Linked DNA regions of Mus musculus: all the other regions are linked to region 1. The links are chromatin contacts, called in public promoter capture Hi-C maps. All regions are on one chromosome and are shown on one strand. Each heading gives the region's core, a stretch centred on a gene start, on an enhancer-like site or on the middle of the called end of the contact. The rest is flanking DNA. Distances are from core to core; before and after follow the strand shown. Region 1 holds the start of Rassf4 (Ras association (RalGDS/AF-6) domain family member 4). Region 2 holds the start of Adipor2 (adiponectin receptor 2). Region 3 holds the start of Atg7 (autophagy related 7).

Region 1 (3,646 bases), core at 655-3,154:
GCAGCCCCCCTGACTACTTGGTACTGGCTGCCAGGTTGTTCTCAACACTGTAATATCTGCCACACGCATGCGACCTTTGGCCTAGTCTGTGCACCATGTGCAGATGCTGGGAGAGGTTTCTCTGGAGACCAGTTGCTATGTCTTAGAATCCCTTGGGACATGGATCCCTTTGAAAACATAACACCATCATCCCCGAACAAGAAAAATGGGTGAGTGTGACTGTGCATGCATACACACACACACACACACACACACACACACACACACGAGAGGGAGAGAAGGGGAGAGAGAGAGAGAGAGAGAGAGAGAGAGAGAGAGAGAGAGAGAGAGAGAGAAGCGTGAGTGAATGAGGATGATCAGGATGCCTGAGTCCAGTTGCCCTGGATCCCAGGCTGAGAATGTCTGCTGCAGTGACTCTGAGAACCATGCTGGCTGAGATTTTCTTTGTCACTGACTTGGTGTGTGACCTCAACTGTTGTGCCACCTCTAGGCCTTGAGTTAGCTAGTTGTAGTGGCAGCTGGTATAGAGTGTCCCTGGGGCAACTAGGGGACTATATCACAGCCCATCTTCGCTACCGAAGGTCAAGCAAGGGGGTGGCAGGGCTCCAATCCTATCTCAGGGTTTGTCCCAGGGGAAATCCCATAGGCAGGAAGGAGATTCGGGGAACTACAAGTTTGGGGAAACAGCAAAAGCTTTAGGCCTGCAGCGACTTCCTAGTGCTGATAGCTTACTTTTAAACAGTTTCAAGGGCTGGTGAGGAGGCTCTATGAGTAAAGCGCTTGCTGCCAAAGCCTCAGGACCTAAGTTTAATCCTCAAAAGTCACAGGAAAGCGGACGGGGAGAAACGACTGATGCCACAGAGTTGTCTTGCACACAGCCACTATGACCCACAGGTACACATGTACATGCGCTCTCTCTCTCTCTCTCTCTCTCTCTCTCTCTCTCTCTCTCTCTCTCTGGTGTGTGAGTGAGTGTGCATCTGTCTGTTTCTCAATAATAAGTAAGTAAGTAAGTAAGTAAATAAATAAATAAATAAAGACAATTTCAAGCATTTTCTTCGACATACTTTTAGGTTAAACAACCCAGCCTCCCCAAAGGTCTGGGCTCAAAGCTTACCCTGACTGCATTGTATGACCCTGTCAAATCCTTTCTATTTTCAATCTGGAGTTCATCACCAGTTTAAACAACTATGACCCTAGGACTTCATCCACAATAAACACTGTCGACATTGGGCTTCAGGCTCCAGAGAGATAGTGAGGTGCCGGAGATCTCAAAGAAGAGAACGGGCCCCAAAGAATCAGGAGACAGGTGGAGTTTAGCCCTGAAACTATACGTGAGTGGCATATTGTGTAGCCCTTTGGTTATGGCCCACCGCACCAACAGCGACGGAGAAACAAGTGTCTGGATGAGTAATCATCCTAGCGTTGGCTTTCCAGCTGTAAAATCTTAAGGTCTTGCTGAAACCCTCTTCCCGCCTCTAAGATCGTGTTTCTAGGAAGCTGGCTGAGAGGAGGATGAGGTGAGCACAAGTGTAGCCGGCCGTTGGATTCACGTGCCCTGCTAAGATTTTGCCCGGAAAGTACCTTATCTAGGAGATGTTAGGCGCCTTGCCACCCTCAGCCCTTGGCTGGAAGCCCGCAGTGCGCCAGGCTGGCAGGGGGAGGAGACTCGCGCACTGCGGCTGGGGGTGCAAGTGCTCAGGCTCTAGCGCCCTGCCTGATCGCGGCCCCAGGGTCGAAGGTAGGGTGCTCCAAGGATGCCCACTACCTTTGCAGTCTGAGCATCACTCACCGTTCAGTCATCGCGCGGTCCAGAGGCCACCAGCAAGAGAGGTCGCGTGCACTAGAATTGTGCCTGCACGGACTCAAGAGCCCTGCATCTGCTGCAGGGATCAAGTCCGTCCCAGCCCACCCTAGACACACCTCCTCCCGCCCCCGAACACGCCCCTCTCCGCCCTGGACACGCCCCTTCTCTCTGGTCAACTGCTTTGCCTATCAGCCCATCTCTTCCTTCTAGGGTGCTTGGTACTGATGCCCCTCAAGTAGACCCCGAGCATTTGCTCACTTGTTCGATCTTTACGGACACCACTAAGCGCTTCGCGCATCACTTAAGTCCCCAATCCTCGAGGGCACCCCAGGACGCAAAGAGAAAGCAGTAGGAGTGGGTCCCCAGGGGCCCTCGGTCTACACAGGCGGAGGCCAGGGAGCCTGGGTAACGCAGATACTTGGGTTTCAACAAAGACCTCTGCGCAGGCGCTACAGCTACTACTGTGCGCTTCCTAGGGAGGGTGGAGTGTGTGTTCGCGCGCGTGAAGTCTGGGACATTTATTTATTGTCCAGGTGGCACCTGCAAGCAAAGTTGTGGCTTCTCAGAAAGCTACATTAAAAAATAGGAGCTGGTGAATTTAAAAAGTTAGTTTCCTCTCTCTCGGTCGCTGTTTTCTGAGGAGATTGGCCAGCGCTGAGGCAGAGCCCCAGGCTATAGGCTGGGAGCTTAGGGAAGCTGGGCGGCTGTGAGGCAAGGGAGCTTTGTTGACTCTGTTTTATTTCATGGTTCCCAGTCCTGACTTCAGGACCTCTTGCCCTCCCTCGCAAAGTAAGTCATCTCAGCTCGGCTCATTCCCTGGTTTCTAACCCTCTTAGAGTCACAGGGCCGTTTTAGAGTATGAAGTGGGACTTCTAAAAGTGTAGGTACTCACGTATTTGAAAACAGACGGCATTAGAGTCTCTGGACCCCAATGCAGCGCACCGTGCCAATTATGGCCGGCGAAGAGATGGCAAAGAGATTGTGCTCCGCCCTTTACTTCCTGTGTCACAGACTCTCTGTCTATTTCCCTACCTGCAGCGGGCTAAAAATGACCAGCCTGCAGTCCCTCTTCAACTTAGCTTTCACTCGTGTTCTTAGAGAGTGATCCATTCTCTGCCAACTAGGGTTTCCTGTGGTTGGTGACCTGTTGTTGGAACCCATGTTTCTTCCCACAGCCCGAAAGCATCAGAACTGAGCTCATTATTTGGGTGCTTCGAAAAGTTTTGACAAACCAAAAGCACGGAATTCCACCGTAACTCCCAACTTCTCCAATTCACCCCTGTGCAACTGAAGAAGTCAACAGCCGGTGGGGAGGGCGAGTCTCCCTGTGGCTCTCCAGCATGAGTCGTGCTCTCTGCCCCAGTTCACCTTGTTGTCTCTCTCACCTTGCTTGGGACATAGGCCTCAGGTGTCCTGAGCCCTCCTTGTATGTTTTACATGTGCTGCTGATCTGGTCTGCTGTTGCTCCACAGCCCTAGCCTGCCTTGATTAAATGCTTATATTTCTCTGGAGAACAAACTGCCTTTCACAGAGACTCCAGTTCATTATGTAGGAGGGGCCACCCTGCAGCCATTGGGATGTCTCTAGGAAGCATCACAGTCAAAGCTCACAGCACAGTCTGAGGTGAGGCTGCCACCCAGGGCCTGCCCTGCTCTAGGCTGGCTCCAGGCAGCTGGGCACCTGGTTCTGTTCTAAGGCAACTGGGAAATCATCTTTGTCCCTCTGTCCAGGGCCTCGTGCGCTGAGATATGATTTAAATACATGAATTCTGAAACATAAGCGAATGGATTATCATATAAATGATTTGATATGAAAATCACTTTCCTTTTTTTCTTTGCC
Region 2 (3,646 bases), core at 692-3,191, 2.7 Mb after region 1:
AAATAATTTAGTTTACAGTTCGTTCACTGTGACAAATTTCAAAGAATGAAGAATTCTATTCTACAAGCAGTGTACAAATGAGCAGGATGTGTGACAAGATCTTAGAGTGGCCTGTGGTAAGAAGACACTTGAAACTTTAGAACTGACAAACATAATTCCCCCTTTAAAAAATTAAGGCTCTGAGCTTTATTTTTTGAGTTGTATTGGTGGTGCACATCCTTAATCCCAGCCCATGGGAGGCAGAAACTGGTGGATTTCTGAGTTCAAGGCCAGCCTAATCTACATGAGTTCCAAGACAGCCAGGGCTACAGAGTGAGACCATGTCAAAGGGAGGGCGGGCTTTGAGTAGAGCATCTGTCCATACCAGGATTCTGGACTCATAGGTAAGATTTAGAAATTAAAGCTTGCCTGAACTACATTGATCCTGCCTGTCTTCACAACATGGTAGGTGATTCATGCTAACACACAGAAGGCTGAAGCAGGATTCTTAATGTTTGGGCTACAGAGTGAGACCTGCACACCCTCACCCACGAACAAACAAAACAAATACACTTAGTTGGGAAGTGTTTTATGAACAAATAAATTTTAAAATCCTAAAAGACTGCAGTATTTTTACCTTGCTCCTTGGGGAGCAGGGGTAAGCATTCTGCTTTGGGGAAACACAATGAACACAGCAACACAAGAATTACAGGCCATCAAGTGAGATGGCTAAAGAGTATGCTTGCCAGGCAAATTTTCAAGACCTTGCCGCCTGAGTTCGATACCCGGAACCACATAAACGTAGACGATGATCAACTTTTACCAAGTTGTTCTCTAACCTCCACACGTGTGCCATGAACACAGGAGTCACACAGAAACACACCATAATAAACTGGATAATTTTAATTTTTTTAAAGTTTTTTTTTCTTTAAATGAGACAACCAGAGTAAAACATAAATGCAACTAAAAGATCATTTCCACTAAAATACTAAAACCACCAATGAAGCATTGTACCTACCAAATCCCAGGTGGTCATGTCATTTATCAAAAATTCATTGCTCAACGCTCTCGTGAAGTTTTCAAACTCCAGAAACAAATGTTTAAATCAAGGTCAAAAAAAACAAAAGAAGAGACTCATTAGCTGTCTGGTCTAGCGCTCCCTCGGACTCATCAAAACTTATTTTATAGCCGTTTCCAGCAATTCTCTAACAAGCTAACCACTGGCAAATAAAAACCCAAAGGGGCTCAGAACTGGGCCCAAGAACTATCCCGCAGTGACAGCCTGACGCGCCACCTAAGGAAAGGTGAGGGCAACCTTCCCATCCCAGTGGTTGGAAAAGTCGCGCTGAGCACAAGCCATCCGAAGCAAGCCTGCCAGAGAAATCCCTAGAAGTGGCAGAAGACACCAACTAGAAGTCGGGGCGGGAGGATTTCAGTCTCCGGCCATCGCGGGGGTACCGGCTCCGAAATCGACTAGAGACGGAGCGAGGGGCTTCGGACTCTGCCCCGCGGCGGGGACAGGGCAGCGGGCGCCCGCGACCGCAGCTGCACGGAGCGCGGCCCCGGCCCCCCCCCCCACCCCACCCCCCCGGCCGCTGCTTGGGCCCCGCACCAGGCGCGCGGCCGCAGGTCAGAGTTCCGGCCGCGCTCGGAGCCGGCCAGGCGCGCGCTCCCGGCCCGCGCCGGGGACACCTGTCCCTCAGCCCTCACCTCCTTCCGACCCGGGCAATCTGCTGAGCCCGGGAAGCCGCGCTCGAGCCACAGCCCTTCGCCCGAGTTAGCGGCCGTCTCACCGCGCGGCTCGGGCGCCTCGGGAAGCAGCGCCTCGGGGAGGGAGAGGGGGGGCGCGGAGGGAGGGGGCCGCTCGCTGGAGCCGCCACCGCCGCCGCCGCCACCGCGGTACCGCGTCGGGACTGTGCTCGCGCCGCCGCGACCGCCGCCGCCGCCGCCGCCGCGTCTCCCCGCCTCCGCGCCCGCGCGTAGCCGTGACGCGCATCGCACGAGGCGGGCCGAGCCAGTAAGACCACACCCCGTGCGCAGCCGCGCTGGCCTAAACCGGAAGCCTCCCCTCGGGAGGCTTTGGAAGCGTGATGCATCTTGGGAGTTGTAGTTCGGCCGGGTCCACAATGTAAACAGTGCGGGCAGAGTGCCTCGGAACGCTCACCCAGCTTCCTCGACGATTTCTGAAGAGATCTGAGAAGGGAGTGGGCCGCCACGGTTTAATGACTCGGGATGGAGCGTGTGTTTGTGTCAGCGGCCAACATAATGCTAGGCGTCGTCTTATGAAGGTTTCAGGATTCCGAAAGCGTTTAGTCAACTCTTCCTCAAACAGTAGGGCTTGTTTTTATTACCGTACTAACGTATGATTGATTTATGCCCTACCACTTCTAGAAGATATTCAAAATTATTTTCAATGGTCGATTGCAAACGACTTAAGCATTGTGTCTGTTTACCCAGAGGGAATGATTTGCTACGAGTGAGCTTTCCTATTGAACCAGAACAAGGAACTATAGGAGCTGGTGTGCAGAGGAAAAAAAAATGGTTTCTTCGTGTTCAGTTGTAAGAGGATTGTATCTGTCACACTCTTTAGTTCAAAACTTAATACACGTCAAAGTAAATTCGGAAGCTTTAGTTTAGACCTTGGAGGAAGCTTATTGTTCTTGCCTTTAGACCACAATCGGTCTCATAGCCAAGAAGCTAAAATGTGATGTTGAGCGATTGGAGGGAAGCAGACATGGAAAACTCTTCAACGAGGAAAAGCACTAGAGAGGTTAAAACAAGAGGATCTTGCATGTACCAGATCAGCCTGGTGTACATCGCGAGCCAGGCCAGCCTTGGCTATACAGAGTGTAAAACCATGTCTCAGAAAAAAAGAAACGAAAGAAAGAAAGGGAGAGAGAGAGAAAGACAAAGACTTGGCTACTAAGACTGAGAAAGACAATTGTACCTTTCCCATCAGAAAACAAATGCAGGCATTTGGGAATTATAAATGTGGCCCAAGGCTGGAAATATAGCTCAGTGGTAAAGCTATAGCCACTCCAAAAGCCTCGATTCCATCAATAACTTAAGGGGGGGGGGGGTGCGGGGGGAAGGATCCATAATAAATAGGGCAAAAAGAGAAGTTTTTTTTTCAGGCTGAATATAAGGTATCCCCTAAGGAAGACAGACTTAAGATAGACCATTATCTTACCAGGTATGGGGGCTCACACCTTAATTCCTAGCACGTGGGAACTGGTATAGGACGGCTGCAGTGAGTTCATGGCCAACGTGGGCCACAAGATGAGTTCCAGGTCAGCCAGGGCTAAAATGAGACCCTGCTTCAACAAAGGAAAACAAAACCCCCTCTCAAATCTTTCCTGCAGAGCTTTCTTTTAAGGATGCTTCTTTGATCAAAGCTTCTGTCTCCAGGAACAGGGTTTTTAAGAGAGCCCGCCATTTCCCCTCCTACCTCTCAGCTTGGCCTCTTGAACTGATCTCACTGTCAATCACTACATGCAATTTCTGATGCTTCTATAATGATGAAACAAACCACCTTATTTCCTCAAAATGCCCACCCACACCTTCTCAGCTAATGAGGATCTTTGCCACTCTCCCTACCCTCAAAGGGACATTCCTGAGTCCCACTGCCCAACTGGCTTCACCCTTATCCTTACCTAAATGGCATCAC
Region 3 (3,646 bases), core at 466-2,965, 2.0 Mb before region 1:
TGGCCAGGAGAGGGAACAGTCCATCCAGCACAGCATGGTCCAGCCCTCTTGTATTATACTAGCTCCCATTTGCCTTTTTTTTTCTGGTCTTGTGTGTTACTCCTTAAGCAGAGAAAACTTATCAGAAGCAGGAATTCACACCTTCCATCTTGCTCTCTGTGATGTTTGGGGCAAGATGATGACTTGGGTGCAAAATTGTTGATCAGCTGTGATTGGTAGCCAGTTGTGGTCCTGGAGACATTTACCCACCTGTAGTTCAGGGTGGTCTTCCATTCCAGTAGTTATTCCTTGTTCCCCAACTTCATGCCTTCTTCCTAACGCTCATTTTGTGGGGTTTTTTTTCTTATTTTTCAGAGTCTAAGATTATTTCCTGTCACTCTGACTCCAAAGTGTCTGTCTCTCTCTCTCTCTGTCTGTCTCTCTTTCTTTTTTCCAGGAACCACTTTCCATTTGTTTACTCTGCCCCCCCCCCCGTATAAGCTATAAGGCACACACACACACACACACACACACACACACACACACACACACACACCACCTTGTAATTTATCCATTAGAAATAGGAAACCCTTAATGTAAAAAAAAATCAATAAATAGTCCAAGATATTATGATGAATCCCTAGAGGCACTCCAAAGGCACTGTGTGCCAGGAAAGGTGTCCGTGGACTGCCATCTCAGCAATGGTGATGCGGTATCAGGATGCTTGCCTTGAGCTCTGATCATCCTGGACTATAGAACTAAATCAAGTCAAGTACACTCTTGTCGCTAAGGAAGTCACTCATGTGCAAGACTCCCCAGGCTAGAGCATTTCATTATGTTCATTATCCTGTCAAAAAAAAAAATGTTTTCCCAGTAGTAAGTTTTTTGTTCGTTTTATTTGTTTGTTTGTTTTGTTTGAGATAGTGTAGCCCTGGCTGTCCCAGAACTCACTACTCACAGATCCACCTACCTCTGCCTCCCAAATGCTGGATTTTTTGTTTTGTTTTGTTTTGTTTTGTTTTTCGAGACAGGGTTTCTCTGTATAACTCTGGCTGTCCTGGAACTCACTTTGTAGACCAGGCTGGCCTTGAACTCAGAAATCTGCCTGCCTCTGCCTCCTGAGGGCTGGGATTAAAATCTTGTGCCACCACGCCCAGCCCAAATGCTGGAATTTAAGACATATCCCACACCGTCTGGCCCATATTAGGTTCTTAAGAAGTGATTTTATAGTCACTGAAGTTGCTGGCTGCAGTAGCTTGGTGGATATTTTAGATTCTATTTGGTTTTCCAGAGTTATATTTGGTTGGGCAAGCTTTTAATCCCAGCACTGGGGCAAAGCAAAGGTAAGCAATCTCTGTTAGTTCGAGACTAGACTGATGTATATGTATACAGGTCCAGAACAGCCATGGCTATGTAGTGTAAATATGAGGAGGACATAACCTTTTTAAAAAATTAAAAATGCAAAAAATAAAAATAAACCTTGTTTCAACACCTGTACTCTAGTACTACCCTGGGAATTTGATAATAATTCCGTAGTACTGTAGAGTCACTCGCAGGAAAATGTAATCTTCCTTACAAGCCCCAAAAGGCTTACAGGTTAGCCTTAGTTTCGCCCCGTTATTGCGGTTGTGGGGACCCTTTTTGTCGTTGTTGTTGTAGTGCGCATGCGCGCCGCGCTTCCGCGTTTGTGTGGGCTGGGTTATTACGTCATTGGGCCGCGCGGCGCGGCTGGGGCTGTGGTTGCCGGAAGTTGAGCGGCGGTAAGTAAGCCGTGGTTGCGGAGCAGCTGCCGGGGCTGGCGGGGTTCACTTAGGAAAGCTGAAGCCAGTTTTGGGCTGGTCTGGAATATTCTTCACCTGTCTATACTCGGTCCCCTCGTACTCCGGCAGAGAGTGTTGCGATCTCCGGGTCGGGAGGCGCCTCTGGTTGCTCATTCTGTGAAGTGCTGCCTTTGGCGTGTGTGGACCGGCCACGGAGTAAGCTTGTGTCCCCGGACTGTGAAGGGACTTGATCTTGTTACTTATGAGGAGGACATAATTAAATCTTTTCTACTAGAGGTTCTGCATCCCCTTAAAGGACCCAGAGATTACAAATTAGTACTTTATAGGAAATCAGCCTGGTGAGGCAAATGCACTTGTCAGAAAGTTTCTGAGCCAGGCATGGTCGCGGAGAGAGGTGACCCCAGCCGCAGGGAACCTGAGCCAAGAGAACTGCTATTTAGAACCAGCCTAGGCAATCGGACACAAACCCTTTTGCAAACTGGAAAACGGGTGTGGGATGTAGTTAAGTCCCAGAGCGGTTCTTCAGCGTTCCAGGGTCCTGGGTTCAATTACCAGCACATGCCAAATTGAATTTGAGATGAGACCGAATCAACCTGCGTCTGCAATTTTATTTAATTCTTTAAAATTATTTGTAACTTTGAGTGCGTGTATGCGTGTGTGGTCTCATGCCTCCAGAGACAAGACATGGCGGACCCCAGCAGAAGTGGAGCTCCAGGCAAGCTGTGCCTGATATGGGTGCTGGAAACCCTACCCAGGTCTTTGTAAGCACTGAGTCGAGTCAGCTTTCCAGTATAAATTAATTTATTTTTTTAAGACTGAATGCCATGCACCCCATGCTGTCTTTGAACACTCAGTGAAGCAGAGGCCGGCCTTTGAGTTTTTATATTTCTACTTCCACCTCCTTGAGTCCTGGGATTACAGGTGTGTACCACTACGCCTGTTTTTCTGATGTGTTCCTGCATGCTGGGCATCATAATATCATGGACTATTTATTGATTTTTTTTTTTTTTTTACATCCAGGGTTTCCTATTTCTAATGGATAAATTACAAGACGGTGTGTGTGTGTGTGTGTGTGTGTGTGTGTGTGTGTGTGTGTGTGCCTTATAGCTTATACAGGGGGGAAACAGGGGTAAACAAATGGAAAGTGGTTCCTGGGGAAAAAAAAAGAGACTTTGGAGTCATATTGACAGCAAATACTCTATCATCACCTCAGAGCTTCACTCCCATATCAGGCATCCTATTTATAAATCCTGGTCACAAATGTGCTTTCCCTTTCAAACGTGCTAATTTGGTGGCTTTTTATGTTGGTTTGACTTTGTCTTTCTTTTTTTAAAACCCATGTAACTGGTAAACAGACCTGTCTGCCTTGTAGACTTGAGGGCTCTGCCTCGGGCTTTTCCTTTCCCATAGACTGTTTATTTGTTTATTTTTTATTTTATTTTATTTTATTTATTTTTTTTTTTTGGCCTTGGTTTGTGAAAGCTCATGACTTCCTGTTGCTTCCAGCTTGCCTCCACCCAGTTCTTACTCAAAAAAGTCATGTGAGGAGTTAAGGACTGTGGCTTGCAGTCACAGCCCATTGCCCAATTAGAGTCATACTTGCTTTTAGTTGCCCCATGTGTATCTTTGAAAACTGCTAGACTGCCTTCCTCTCTCCTCTGTAGCTAAATGCACTTAGTTCTTTATAGTCAGTTCTACTGTGATACAAGACTTTTATATTATTAAATCCTAACATACAAAGCAGTGTCTGGTATATATGTTTAACAAATATGCATAGATATACCAAGTAAATGGCATACTTGAATACCAAATAAAAGACACATGCGAATGCCTATTATGTACCAGGCTTTATTTGTAAGTTAAGTGTCAGTGAATTGTACACTTTA

What was found. Promoter capture Hi-C pulls out the DNA fragments that hold promoters and counts their contacts.
Region 2: a promoter capture Hi-C map of pre-B cells shows a contact between it and region 1, with 2.9 times the contacts expected there. The contact joins the promoter of Adipor2 here to the promoter of Rassf4 in region 1. A contact is called at or near these places in 1 of 39 promoter capture datasets (pre-B cells) and 1 of 115 datasets of contacts at active chromatin or transcription factors (bone marrow-derived dendritic cells).
Region 3: a promoter capture Hi-C map of pre-B cells shows a contact between it and region 1, with 2.5 times the contacts expected there. The contact joins the promoter of Atg7 here to the promoter of Rassf4 in region 1. A contact is called at or near these places in 2 of 39 promoter capture datasets (the C10 cell line and pre-B cells) and 1 of 9 other capture datasets (adipose tissue).

What each region holds. Positions count from the first base shown.
Region 1 is chr6:116,671,932-116,675,577 of GRCm38.p6, forward strand. It overlaps Rassf4 (Ras association (RalGDS/AF-6) domain family member 4), which reads right to left and starts at 1,905. Exons shown (of 11, transcript NM_178045.4): 1 at 1,793-1,905.
Region 2 is chr6:119,386,793-119,390,438 of GRCm38.p6, forward strand. It overlaps Adipor2 (adiponectin receptor 2), which reads right to left and starts at 1,942. Exons shown (of 8, transcript NM_001355692.1): 1 at 1,690-1,942.
Region 3 is chr6:114,641,412-114,645,057 of GRCm38.p6, forward strand. It overlaps Atg7 (autophagy related 7), which reads left to right and starts at 1,716. Exons shown (of 19, transcript NM_028835.5): 1 at 1,716-1,739.